Linked DNA regions of Mus musculus: regions 2, 3 and 4 are each linked to region 1. The links are chromatin contacts, called in public Hi-C and HiChIP or PLAC-seq maps. All regions are on one chromosome and are shown on one strand. The core of a region is the stretch at or near the end of the contact, and the rest is flanking DNA. Distances in the headings are between cores, read along the strand shown.

Region 1 (2,700 bases), core at 103-2,602:
AAAACTTAACAATGAGAACATATATAGCAAAGACTTAGCAGATAGATTTAAATTACCCCACAAACATTTCCTTCTGTTTTGCTTTGTTTTAGAATTCTCTGTTCTGTGCCATGCCTAGGAGTGAAATAGTCCTGTGAACTGATTGTTTATTATATATTCATTTTGTGCATTTAGCTAAAATCAAATAACATGTGACATTTCCTTTAGAAAAGCCTGAGTCTAAGAAATAAAACCTCCCACAGTGATGCTGTGAGTGTGGGTCAGGCAGGGCACACAGTGTCTCTCATCACATTTATCCCATATCCCTTAAAACTGACACATTCCCATGGATCAGCCCCCCCTTTCTCTCTCTCTTCTCTCTCTTTCTCTCTCTCTCTCTCTCTCTCTCTCTCTCTCTCTCTCTCTCTCTCTCTCTCTCTCGCTCTCTCTCTCTCTCGCTCTCACTCTCGTCATGTATGACTCCCTTTTCCTCTAGCAAGTAGGGTTTAAAGTAGATTCCTATTATCTTTTTATCAAAGTATGGGGCACAACAGTAAACAGAGAGACAATGACCTGTGCTGCAAACAAGATAGACAGTCTTCAGGTTTGAGACAAGGAACACCTCACTAAGAGAAACAAAGAATGTCTTTGTTAAGGAGTTGTCTTTGGCATCCCGTGTGCCAAGCTGTTTAAACTGTTGCGTCTATCAGAAGATGCATCTCCTTTTGCTAGAAAGATTTTCACAGTTATAAATATTTACAGACACTAATTAATAAACTCCTTCCCTCCTTCCCCATGCTCTCAGTCTGAGGATGTGGATCTGCTGTTGGTAAGTGGGAAGGACTCGTCCCTTGAAGGGCATGCTCGGGAAGATAACAGAACTACCTCAGTGAAAGGTGCTAGCTGTGATCAAACAGAAAGATTTTAAAACTTACCTCAATAAATGAGGGTACTGATTATGCTTAAACACCATTAATTTCTAGGATCATTGACAGCCTGTGGAAAGCATAGCTGGTTTTTGTAGGCCTTTTTCCTCTGTCCCCACCTTTTACCTAAAGACCATGTTTTAAATATTAAGACTGAACTTACTCTAAAATAGAAACACAAAAATGCATCTTTAGCTATTAAATAGTAAGACACTTATTCTTTCAAAATTTAAAATACCAGGATTTTGAGCGTAAGCATCCTTTACCTCCTGGCTATTAGGAGTTAAATACTGGCATTAGCTACTTTGCCATCCTTTTGCAAGGAAGTCGAAGCAGAAGAAAGTGGTCATAGCGCCACCTGCTGGCCATAACATAGCCTGAATCATATCTATCAGCTCTGCTGTACATAGAACTGATCACAAAACCCACTATGGTTGATTTTAATTTTTTAATTTGCATTTGAATAAAACTGAAACAATAGCAGTACAGTATACATATTTCATCAGTTCTCAACGTAGTCTGTTTTTACCCATAATAAAGCTATGGTACTTGTTACTAGTTCAGTTGCCTAGGAGATACTGATGTAATGGGTTACTATGGCAACAGCTGGTCTCTTGAAGGATTGTAAATGATAGGGTTGGCAGAGTTCATAGAGACACATGTTAAATGATTAATTTCATGAGCTTTGTACCAACTTATTTCTTTATGTGAAAAACTAATAGTGAGACCTAATATTTTTAACTTTTTAAAATCTGCCACCAATAATGTCTTTTTATTTACTTTAAAAGAATCAAAGGATAAATAACTCCCAGTCGGCTCAGTCATTGGCTACCCCGGTGGTTTCCGTAGCAACTCCTACTTTACCAGGACAAGGAATGGGAGGATATCCATCAGCCATTTCAACAACATATGGTACTGGTGAGTAGCTTTGCTATGTGCAAATATTACAGTAAACACTTTAAAAAGCATATTTTAAAAGTTATTTTCTTTGCCCTGTTGGGAGCTCGTGTGGGGCCTGTGTCCAGAATGCATGGTACAAGCACCTCTGTCTTACTCAGTGATCTACAGTGCTCCTTTTTAAGTGATGGGAAGTTTTATTTACTCAAATCGAATTCAATATTTCAAAGAAACTGAGCTACTGTCTCTTTAATGTAGTAGAACACTCACTTTCTTGAAGATTTTTAATGTAAAACCTATTTCTAGATCATAAAATATATAGATCCTTTACACTTTTAAACAAAGCTAGTATAATGTGCTAACATTTCAGGATCTATTACTGTGGATCTAGTGTGACATCCTTACTCAGATGGATAATATTTTTTTTTTCTTTTTAAATTCAAATTATCCGTGGTGTTTTATTTTCTTCTTTTCCTAAATCAAAAAACTTTGATTCAAAGTATGTTTTAGAGGTTGAAACTGTGTGATTTTGCTTACCATTTGACAGTCTAATTGTCTCTCTCTCTCTCTCTCTCCTTGCCGCTCCTTCGCTCCCATCTAGAGTACTCTCTGAGTAGCGCAGATCTGTCATCTCTGTCTGGCTTCAACACTGCCAGTGCGCTCCACCTCGGCTCTGTAACTGGCTGGCAGCAGCAGCACCTACATAACATGCCGCCATCTGCCCTCAGTCAGTTGGGGTAAGCAATAGTTATGTCTTTATTTCATAATCAGAGACTGTATCTTTTACATGATAGAAGTCTGTCTTCAACAATGCGCTTTCATGTCCATTAAAGGGCATAACATTTGATTGCTGGGAAAGCCACTTTCTGATCACATATTTCAAGTAGCTTAAATATTC
Region 2 (2,700 bases), core at 75-2,574, 740 kb before region 1:
CCATTCTTCTGTCTTGGGACAGATAGGTTGTTTCCATCTTCTGGCTATCACAAATAAGGCTACTGTGAATATAGTGGAACAAGTGCCCCTGTGGAATGGTGGGGCATCTTTTGGGTTTATTGTCTCTTTCCTTGTTGGCCTTTTCATCCTACTGATTTCTAAGATAACTATATTAACAAGCCCGAACCGACAAATATCTTACCCTTCAAAGCTCACTTCAGGTGACTTCAAGCAAGGAAACAAGTAAACAAGAAAACAAAACCAAAAATACAACCCTCTTCTTTCAGAGACCAATTTCCGGAAGAGCGTCTGCACAAAAACAGCAACTAGAAGTGATTAGACTTGTAAACAGCGAGGTTTTTGTTGTTGTTGTTATTGCTGTTGTTTGATTATAGTGAATAGCCTAGAGTCCTAACATGTAAGTAATACTGAGCAAAATCTATTCAGTTTATTTGCTGTGCTATTTCTCCCTCTCTGTTAGAAACTCAGAGCTTCTAATTTATCTAAAACTGTTCTTGGATTGACATCGGCATTGTTACTACAATGAGGTTTGGTTTCAAAGTGGTAAGTGGGCATGTAAGAGGGTAGTCACTTCCACTCATGACTACAGCTGCCCACATGTGACAAATGCCATTATCATCATGGGTCTTATTACCCTGAGCCACTAGGTGCTGTTGGAACAAATGTTTGTCATTAACAGTCTGATCCTTGAATATGTTATATTTTGCTTCGGGTATTTGGGTTATTGTAACAGCTGTTTGTAAACATTTTAAAGTCCACATTAGCAAACAAATGCTTAGGGATATTTTGACCCAAATGTCTGCCCCCTGAACCAAGTAAAGAATGCAGCATGGATGCCGAGGACACTTAAGCAACGGATTTAAATAGCAACCAGGATCAACTTCCTAGTTGAGGCATTTTCAGTCTCTGACTCCATTTGGGTCAATGTTCTTTGATCAGTTGGTGTAAGAACATTCATGGGTTCTCAGATTAAAGAAAGAAAGAAAGAAAGAAAGAAAGAAAGAAAGAAAGAAAGAAAGAAAGAAAGAAAGAAAGAAAGAAAGAAAGAAAAAGTAAACGACTAGCAGGTATTTGATGTGATTCAGGCTGGCAGTGTTCCACTAAGAATCAAAAATTTCCTCAATGATTGTTCAAGTTGCCAGTATCAAAGCGCAATCGCTTCCTTCAGAAACAGGGACATGAACAGCTTTAGAATTCGTCATCCGGTGAACGTTTTCATTCTGAAAATACCCCATGCTATTTTATGTAGTGGTAATGAGCTAGATATTTCTAGTGCTCGCCTGGGTAAGCAGTCACGAGGCTGTTGTGATAAATAAATAGTAAGAGTTACATTGCTCTGATAATAGCAGCTCTCATTGAAGGATGTGAATGTGCCTTGCAAGGGGAAAAAGCAATATAGAATCCCTAGAAAGGCTTTTATTAGCAGAAATGTAATACAACAATTTAAAAGGGGACAGTTATGCAGAGTAAGGAAGCTCTGACATTGTGTTTCTACTATGAATTGTAATTTGGGACATCTGGCCCCTCAACCCAGGTAATTGGAAAACTAATAACATTTTAAAGAAAAACATTAGTCCTTAGGATTTCTAGATCTAGTCAACTCACATAACCACCAGCAAGTTGTATCATTCACTGCTGAATAAACCCAGATATTTAAACTTAAATTTTACTGAAAATGTGGTGGTTATGACTATATTCTTTACTTCTTCTGCTTATTCTTTACGCAATAATTACTTGTGTTTAATCCATGGCCTCCAAAGTTAAAGGCATTTCTCATTAGAGTAATTATAAATATGTTGACTAATTGCTATTTTATGTACCACGATCATAGTATAAGATAAAATATTTCAGATTTATTTCTCAAAAATCTTTTTCTTAGGAAAATCAATATTTTAGATACTCCAGTCATAATTATAATTAGGACTAAATTAGTAACTGCAAAGTTAAGGTACTTTGGGTTCATGCTGAATGACAAAATCCAGTCAAATTTCAAACTGGGTAATAAATGGTTGACAGAATATAGTCTATAGGTGTGCTTTCATTCTAAATATGCATGCAAGTTTACTGACATTCTTTTAGTGCAATATTTTAGGGAAATTTAAATTTGTTCTAGTCTCAACATACATCTGAGCATATACACACATGTATGCACATGCACACACACACACACACACACATAGACAACACACATACACACACACACACAAGTGCACATAGACACACACACAGAACCCACATACACACCACACACACACACACATACACACACACACACACACACACACACACAGTACTTCTCACTCTATAGAGGAAAACCTTAAAATGAAGCTGATAGGGCTGTGTTCCCCTCTTTTTGAGTGTGATGGTTGTGACGGTCTTCACATTATTCACATACTTGTTGAAATAAAGATGGCCCTGTCATGAGTCATGCATTATGAATTTACTTATGCAATCAAAATTGGGGTAGGGACCTAGGAACAGATCTTGGGATCTTTTGAGCTTATTATTTTGAGCTTATTTTGACACAAACATTCTTTGTAGGTCAGACCCTGTTTATGTTAAGAGAAAGGTGGTTTTTATTCTATTGTCTCAGGTATCTCTTCATAGGATCCTGGTACATGTATGCATATTCTGGCACTTTTAATATTTTTTATTCTTAGCACTTTCTGAGACTTGGTC
Region 3 (2,700 bases), core at 3-2,502, 600 kb before region 1:
ACATATAGATAGCAGAATCATATGCAGGAGCAATGAAAGAAAAAAAATAAGCCCTTCTCAGGCAGTTAAATGGATGTTTATACTGCAGTCAAGAAACTAGAGTAGCCTCAGAATGAAATACAATCTCCATGTGGCTCTTGAAAGAGATTGTGTGACTATATCATTAGAAAACCAAATAATTTTTTTCCACTCTGAGTCCTTTAACAAAATACCTGAATTTTGGCACAGAGAATAAGAGTGGGTCTTCTAAACACTAAAAATCTTTCTCTCGGAGGCCCTTTCAAGATGTTTTGGATGGCTCTCTGCCTCTCTTGCTGTCAGCCCACTCTCCCATCAGTGTGTGCAGAAGGTCAATAAAGCCCCTGAGCAGGGCTTCCGAGTGCCTGCGTGAGAAAACCTGCTGTTGTTGCGGTAAATGCAGTGTCCACAAATTCATTAGGAATGCATTTGTTCCTGGAAGTGCTAGCTATTCCAGTAACTGGCTGCCACTGAATGTGATGTTTTTAACCATATTCTCCACATTTGTGCAGATGTTTCAGGACAGAAAAACAGTTTTTGGTGGTTACTGCCTGCATCCATTTGTCGTTTGTTACTCGATAGCTCATTCTATCTTCCATCCACTGTAAAAGGGCAGACTGGGACAGCATAGTTAGATTTGGAGCCTTTTTATTAGATTTTATGGTGAAGGGGGGGGCGCTCTCTGGATGAAGAAAACCTTAATCAACACATTCAGATCTAAAGAAAATAAGTACAACACTGGGAGGAGCTTAAATGTTACAGTAACTGTGAAAAGTAGAAAAAACAGCATCCAATATACAACAGAGAAATTGTACTTTGTGACTCCACTAAAACATTGGAAATAATTCTGCTGAGTATTATTTCTCTATTGAAGAGAAGAAACATATTCAACATTTTTACCCTTTATGAGCAACACCTTTGGAAGCTCACCTTTCCAAATGTCCATAATACTAATAATATTTGCAAATTATGAAGCTAATTATAGGAAGGAAAATCAAGCTGTGACCTAACATAGCCAAGGTTTTATGAACACGGATATCACATAAGAAGGGCTCGTGTTTGTCTCTTCACCACTGAGAGTCAAAAGCACTACACAAAAACTGGGACACTGTGTTTTCCTCCTAAGGCAGCACTGGTCTGGATTTCTTAAAGCAATGTCACTTTAAGAGGGTGACAATGCTGGACTTCCTGTGATAACAGTGGCTGACATTGGCCACAGCTTCCTTGTAACCTGCAAGTTAAAGCTCGGGAGAAGTGCAAGGTCCTTCTATCATGAATGGAACACATCTGTCCAGGAAATACACTTCACTGTGCCAAAATGCTTTTAGTGTATCTGCCCCCTGAGTGCCCTATCAGGCTACAATTCACTGTCAGCAAGTACCTTGTAATTCCTTTCCTTTTATGTTGATGAAAGTCTTGATCTATTATGCCAATATTGCATACTTTCCACGCTCTCTCTGAAACTATTATTCAGTAATGTGCCTAGGAGATCACACTCTGTTACTTAGACAACCAACCTCAGTTAAGAGCATCAGTCTTTTCAGGGAAATAGAACCCGAAATAGGGCTTTGCTCTGTGGTTCAAGCACCATTCGGGGAGAGGGAAAAAAACACAGCATTAAAACAAAACAAAGAGACACATGGTAGATTGGACAGGATAGATACTTTTAGTGTGAGCCCAGAGCAATGAAGCAAGTATGGATGTGACAGTCTTCGTACTGCAACCTGGTGGATTAAGACCATAATCTAGTGTGTTAGAGCTAGGATGAGTCAGACTGAACTGGAAATCCCCTTGGGTTCTACTTATGGTTGAAGCAAGAACAGAGGCCCAGAATAAAACCCAGGTTGTCTCCATCCTTATTCTTGAGAAGCCTGCCAGTTTGCAGGTGGTCTTTGTTTCCTGTTACTCAGACATGCTGAAATGCATCATGGTCTCTGTGAAGAATATATTGCACTGTTAAGTTCGGAGCTTTTTGTTATAGCACCACTAGAAAAGCATCACAAGGGGGACTTAAGTTTAGAAAAAGTCTAATCTATACTGATGTTTATTCAGACTACAGAATTGGACAAAATGAACTAGACCTAAAAGGGTTGTAATCCATAGATCACTTTGCCCACCACAAATGGCATATCAAATAATTTCTGGATGAGTCCAAAGAACACTAAGTTTCCATTTAGGATTTCTTGAGTGGTTATCACACAGTAAGCACCACTCTGAGTGTGAAGGTTGAATTAAAAGTAACAGTTAACACATGAGATACAACTTAATTTGTGATAGGAAATATTTTAAGTATTTTTTTAAATGGGGTAGCATATATCTGCAATCTCAGTACTTAGAATATACAGGATCAAGAGTTTATAGAAATACTCTGTGATAAGCCGAGTTTGAGGCCAACCTGTGTTAGAGGAGACCCCATCTTAGAAAAACCAAACAAACTAACAAAAACAAAAACAAAGATCAAAACAAAAATCCTTACAGTGACCTAGAGAAAAATAGTATGCTTACATCAATTTCTTTCTTTCTTTCTTTCTTTCTTTCTTTCTTTCTTTCTTTCTTTCTTTCTTTCTTTCTTTCTTTCTTTCTTTCCTTCTTTCTTTCTTTCTTTCTTTGGTATTTTCTTCATTTACATTTCCAATGCTATCCCAAAAGTCCCCATACCCTCCCCCCCCACTCCCCTACCCA
Region 4 (2,700 bases), core at 58-2,557, 680 kb before region 1:
AAGGGAAGGAGGGAGGAAGTGAGGAAGGGAGGGAGGGAGGAAGGGAGGGAGGGAGGGAGGGAGGGAGGGAGGGAGGGAGGGAGGGAGGGAGGGAGGGAGGAGGTAGGGAGGGAGGAAAGATGAACCACAAAAGCTTTTTGTGGGCTCTGTCAGGAGGGAGAGAGTATAGCAGTTTGAGTCAGGTAAATACTCTGCAGTTCACTTATATTTAAAATATGAATCACTGTAGAAAAGGAGTTGATCTTTTCTCGGTATTTTTTTTCCACATTCTCTTTGTAGAAGGGCCATTTTTTTAAAACTTTCATTTTCTGAATGCACATTGATATACTTCATCATAGAAAAGCATAACCTAAATATAATTTAACACATCTTAACGGCATTAAAGAACAAGTAAAATTTTAAAACCTAATAATACAGTATCCATGTATATCTGGGTAGAATGTCAGTAAGTCACACTATAATGATTCATATGTATCTCTGGGTAGAATGACAGTAAGTCACACTATAATGATTCACAGGTACTCTGGCCATATCTGCCAAGGATAGTCAGGTAGAAGAGAAGTCATTCCAGGTTCTCCAAAACAAATAGAAGACATTGGTTCTGACAAACAACAAATGTAATTGTTTTATTTATTTTGTTTGCTTTTTTAGTCCTTCTGTGCTCTCTCTCCACCCTCAATCCTTTATACTACGTGCAAGTTTAGTTTACTCTGCATGTTTAACCTAGTGAAACTTCTACCTTATCCTGAACAAGAATTGTTGAATCTGGGGGCTAATTGTGCTTTTCTTTTTGATTCTTTATGAGAAACCTCAACTTCTTACACATATTACTATGAAGTTTGTAATAAGAATTACATTTTAAAATTTATTATTGCTTTTACTATCTACTTTCATTACAAACTAGCAACATGCCAGACACCTTCTGGAACCCTCAAGATTCTGACAGAGATTGGGGGACTCAGAAGCCAAATGGGAATCATCAGGAGGAGACTTCAGTTATACAATCCATTAAATAAAACAATAGAGCCTGCAGCTGAGCTATTAAAAAGAGTAGAGCAATTTTTATTTCAATGGCTACATTTTATTTCCTCTTCTGAGTGACTGTTAACAAAGGGCCGCTGAAAGGACTGGATAAAAAGCAGGCATCAGATGCAGGATCCATGAGTTAAACAACATTATTAGATACAATTTCATAAAATCTAGTTGCTTTTTTGCTACTAGAAATCATGTCCTTTTGTCAACTTGTGGTCACATCAGCACTTCTGATGTAATTTGCTCCAGCTGCAGAGCATAGCTGGCCTGCAAATCAAGAACCAGAATGAGGACAGGCAGGAATAACTCAATGGCTTAGATAATGTGCAAATCACTACACTTCTAGCTATTAGTCTACTTTTTTTTTTCAAAAAATTTGGAAGAGGAAACATTTATCTTTAGGTAAACAGCCAATCAGCTACTCTCTTTAGAACTGGTTTTTTTGGTTATCTTTTACTGAAGTCTAACCAGTGTGTGTGTGTGTGTGTGTGTGTGTGTGTGTGTGTGTGTGTGATGCTTTGTAATCATGACATTATGTACTTTGTTCTCCATAGAAGATAATATGAGCACCTTGCCAAGCAGTAGCTGCTACTCCTCAATGCCCCTAACAATATTCTTCAGATTAAAATAAATATTCCTAAGCATGTTCCTTATCCTTTTTGCATTTCAAGTGTTTTTTTTCTCTGGCCTGCTATGCACAGGTTTACAAAATAACACACACCCTTCTGTTGACAAGCTGATCCAAATGCCTCATTCCAGACAGAACATGAACCCAGTCACAACTGAAATGTAATACTGTTTATTGATTCAGGCACGGATTATCATAGAGGCTTAACCAGTCATTCAGCATGGAACTTCAGGCTGCTCTTTGCTGTATCGGAAACTCTATTGACTTATATTGGAATCAATTACAATTGGATCTCAACCATTTAAAAGTTCAGCTCTAATTGAACACCCAGCAACCGTTGTGTATACAAAAAAAGAGTTTATAAACAAAACAAAGCTCAACTACTCTTGAATAGCTAAGCAAGTCAATATAGATGGTGAGCAAACAATTGGACAAGTTGCAGCATGCAAGGCTGCAGAAGCATAGTAAGTAATCCTAATGACAGGACCGCTGTACCCACTGTGCAGAGGCAACACCAATCTGTTGTTCTACCATACATCTTCTTTCCTAGACACCATAAGCGTCAAGTGCTGGATGCTGTCAGTAATTACAGCTCATCATGTCACCTGTTACCTTTGAGTATCCATTGCTATAGCCAGTACCCAAATCTGAAGTAATAGGTAGAATAGTTGCTTTATCTTTCTGAAACCTGTGGGAAATTTCATGAACACTGAACACATTTTCAAGCACCATTGTTTCAGAGAAGACAGAAAGAAGGAATATGCCACATATCCATGACACTATATCTGTCAGCCATTTGACAGGAAAGCACAGGGAGGTAGGCACGAATCTAGTGCTGTTTTCAATTAAAACACATTTCATAGGTGAATTTGCAAAGACTCAAAATTAAAAGTTGTTCTCTTATCAGCGTGAAAGTGATTGTGTTTTTTTGTTGTTGTTGTTCTCTTGTTTTGTTTTGTTTTGTTTTGTTTTGTTTTGTTTTGTTTTAGATGTATGGGGAAGTTTTCATCTATTCTGAAAGCTTTGGAAATTAGCCTCTG

What was found. HiChIP or PLAC-seq counts read pairs in DNA pulled down with a chosen protein or histone mark. A called contact is a pair of places that touch in the nucleus more often than the background predicts.
Region 2: a contact with region 1 is called in a Hi-C map of cortical neurons, with 4 times the contacts expected there. The contact joins two enhancer-like sites. A contact is called at or near these places in 1 of 15 datasets of contacts at CTCF or cohesin (large pre-B cells), 4 of 484 Hi-C or Micro-C datasets (B cells, CD4 T cells, cerebral cortex and 1 more), 2 of 115 datasets of contacts at active chromatin or transcription factors (fibro-adipogenic progenitors and large pre-B cells) and 1 of 9 other capture datasets (embryonic stem cells).
Region 3: a contact with region 1 is called in a RAD21 HiChIP or PLAC-seq map of pro-B cells, with 7 times the contacts expected there. The contact joins two enhancer-like sites. A contact is called at or near these places in 3 of 15 datasets of contacts at CTCF or cohesin (the NIH/3T3 cell line, large pre-B cells and pro-B cells), 6 of 484 Hi-C or Micro-C datasets (the CH12 cell line, LSK cells, bone marrow-derived macrophages and 3 more), 5 of 115 datasets of contacts at active chromatin or transcription factors (the 230-238 cell line, fibro-adipogenic progenitors, large pre-B cells and 1 more) and 1 of 9 other capture datasets (embryonic stem cells).
Region 4: an H3K4me3 HiChIP or PLAC-seq map of embryonic basal ganglia shows a contact between it and region 1, with 4 times the contacts expected there. The contact joins two enhancer-like sites. A contact is called at or near these places in 1 of 15 datasets of contacts at CTCF or cohesin (the NIH/3T3 cell line), 3 of 115 datasets of contacts at active chromatin or transcription factors (embryonic basal ganglia, fibro-adipogenic progenitors and large pre-B cells) and 1 of 9 other capture datasets (embryonic stem cells).

The regions. Positions count from the first base shown.
Region 1 is chr13:83,653,814-83,656,513 of GRCm38.p6, forward strand. Mef2c (myocyte enhancer factor 2C) reads left to right here. Exons shown (of 11, transcript NM_001347575.1): 8 at 785-808; 9 at 1,694-1,823; 10 at 2,404-2,539. Gm52044 (a long non-coding RNA gene) reads right to left here. Exons shown (of 3, transcript XR_003950630.1): 3 at 1-2,700. Among named protein-coding and RNA genes, the nearest start is that of Gm52044, 7.1 kb to the right of the region's middle. Within about 2 kb of position 1,353, at least 40 of the 459 cell types and tissues checked have an H3K27ac peak or open chromatin away from gene starts, as enhancers often do. A contact at or near this core is called in cortical neurons, embryonic basal ganglia and pro-B cells, where this site is marked.
Region 2 is chr13:82,911,812-82,914,511 of GRCm38.p6, forward strand. No RefSeq gene overlaps it. Among named protein-coding and RNA genes, the nearest start is that of Gm33073, 210 kb to the right of the region's middle. Within about 2 kb of position 1,325, at least 7 of the 459 cell types and tissues checked have an H3K27ac peak or open chromatin away from gene starts, as enhancers often do. A contact at or near this core is called in cortical neurons, where this site is marked.
Region 3 is chr13:83,054,804-83,057,503 of GRCm38.p6, forward strand. No RefSeq gene overlaps it. Among named protein-coding and RNA genes, the nearest start is that of Gm33073, 64 kb to the right of the region's middle. Within about 2 kb of position 1,253, at least 14 of the 459 cell types and tissues checked have an H3K27ac peak or open chromatin away from gene starts, as enhancers often do. A contact at or near this core is called in pro-B cells, where this site is marked.
Region 4 is chr13:82,973,309-82,976,008 of GRCm38.p6, forward strand. No RefSeq gene overlaps it. Among named protein-coding and RNA genes, the nearest start is that of Gm33073, 150 kb to the right of the region's middle. Within about 2 kb of position 1,308, at least 7 of the 459 cell types and tissues checked have an H3K27ac peak or open chromatin away from gene starts, as enhancers often do. A contact at or near this core is called in embryonic basal ganglia, where this site is marked.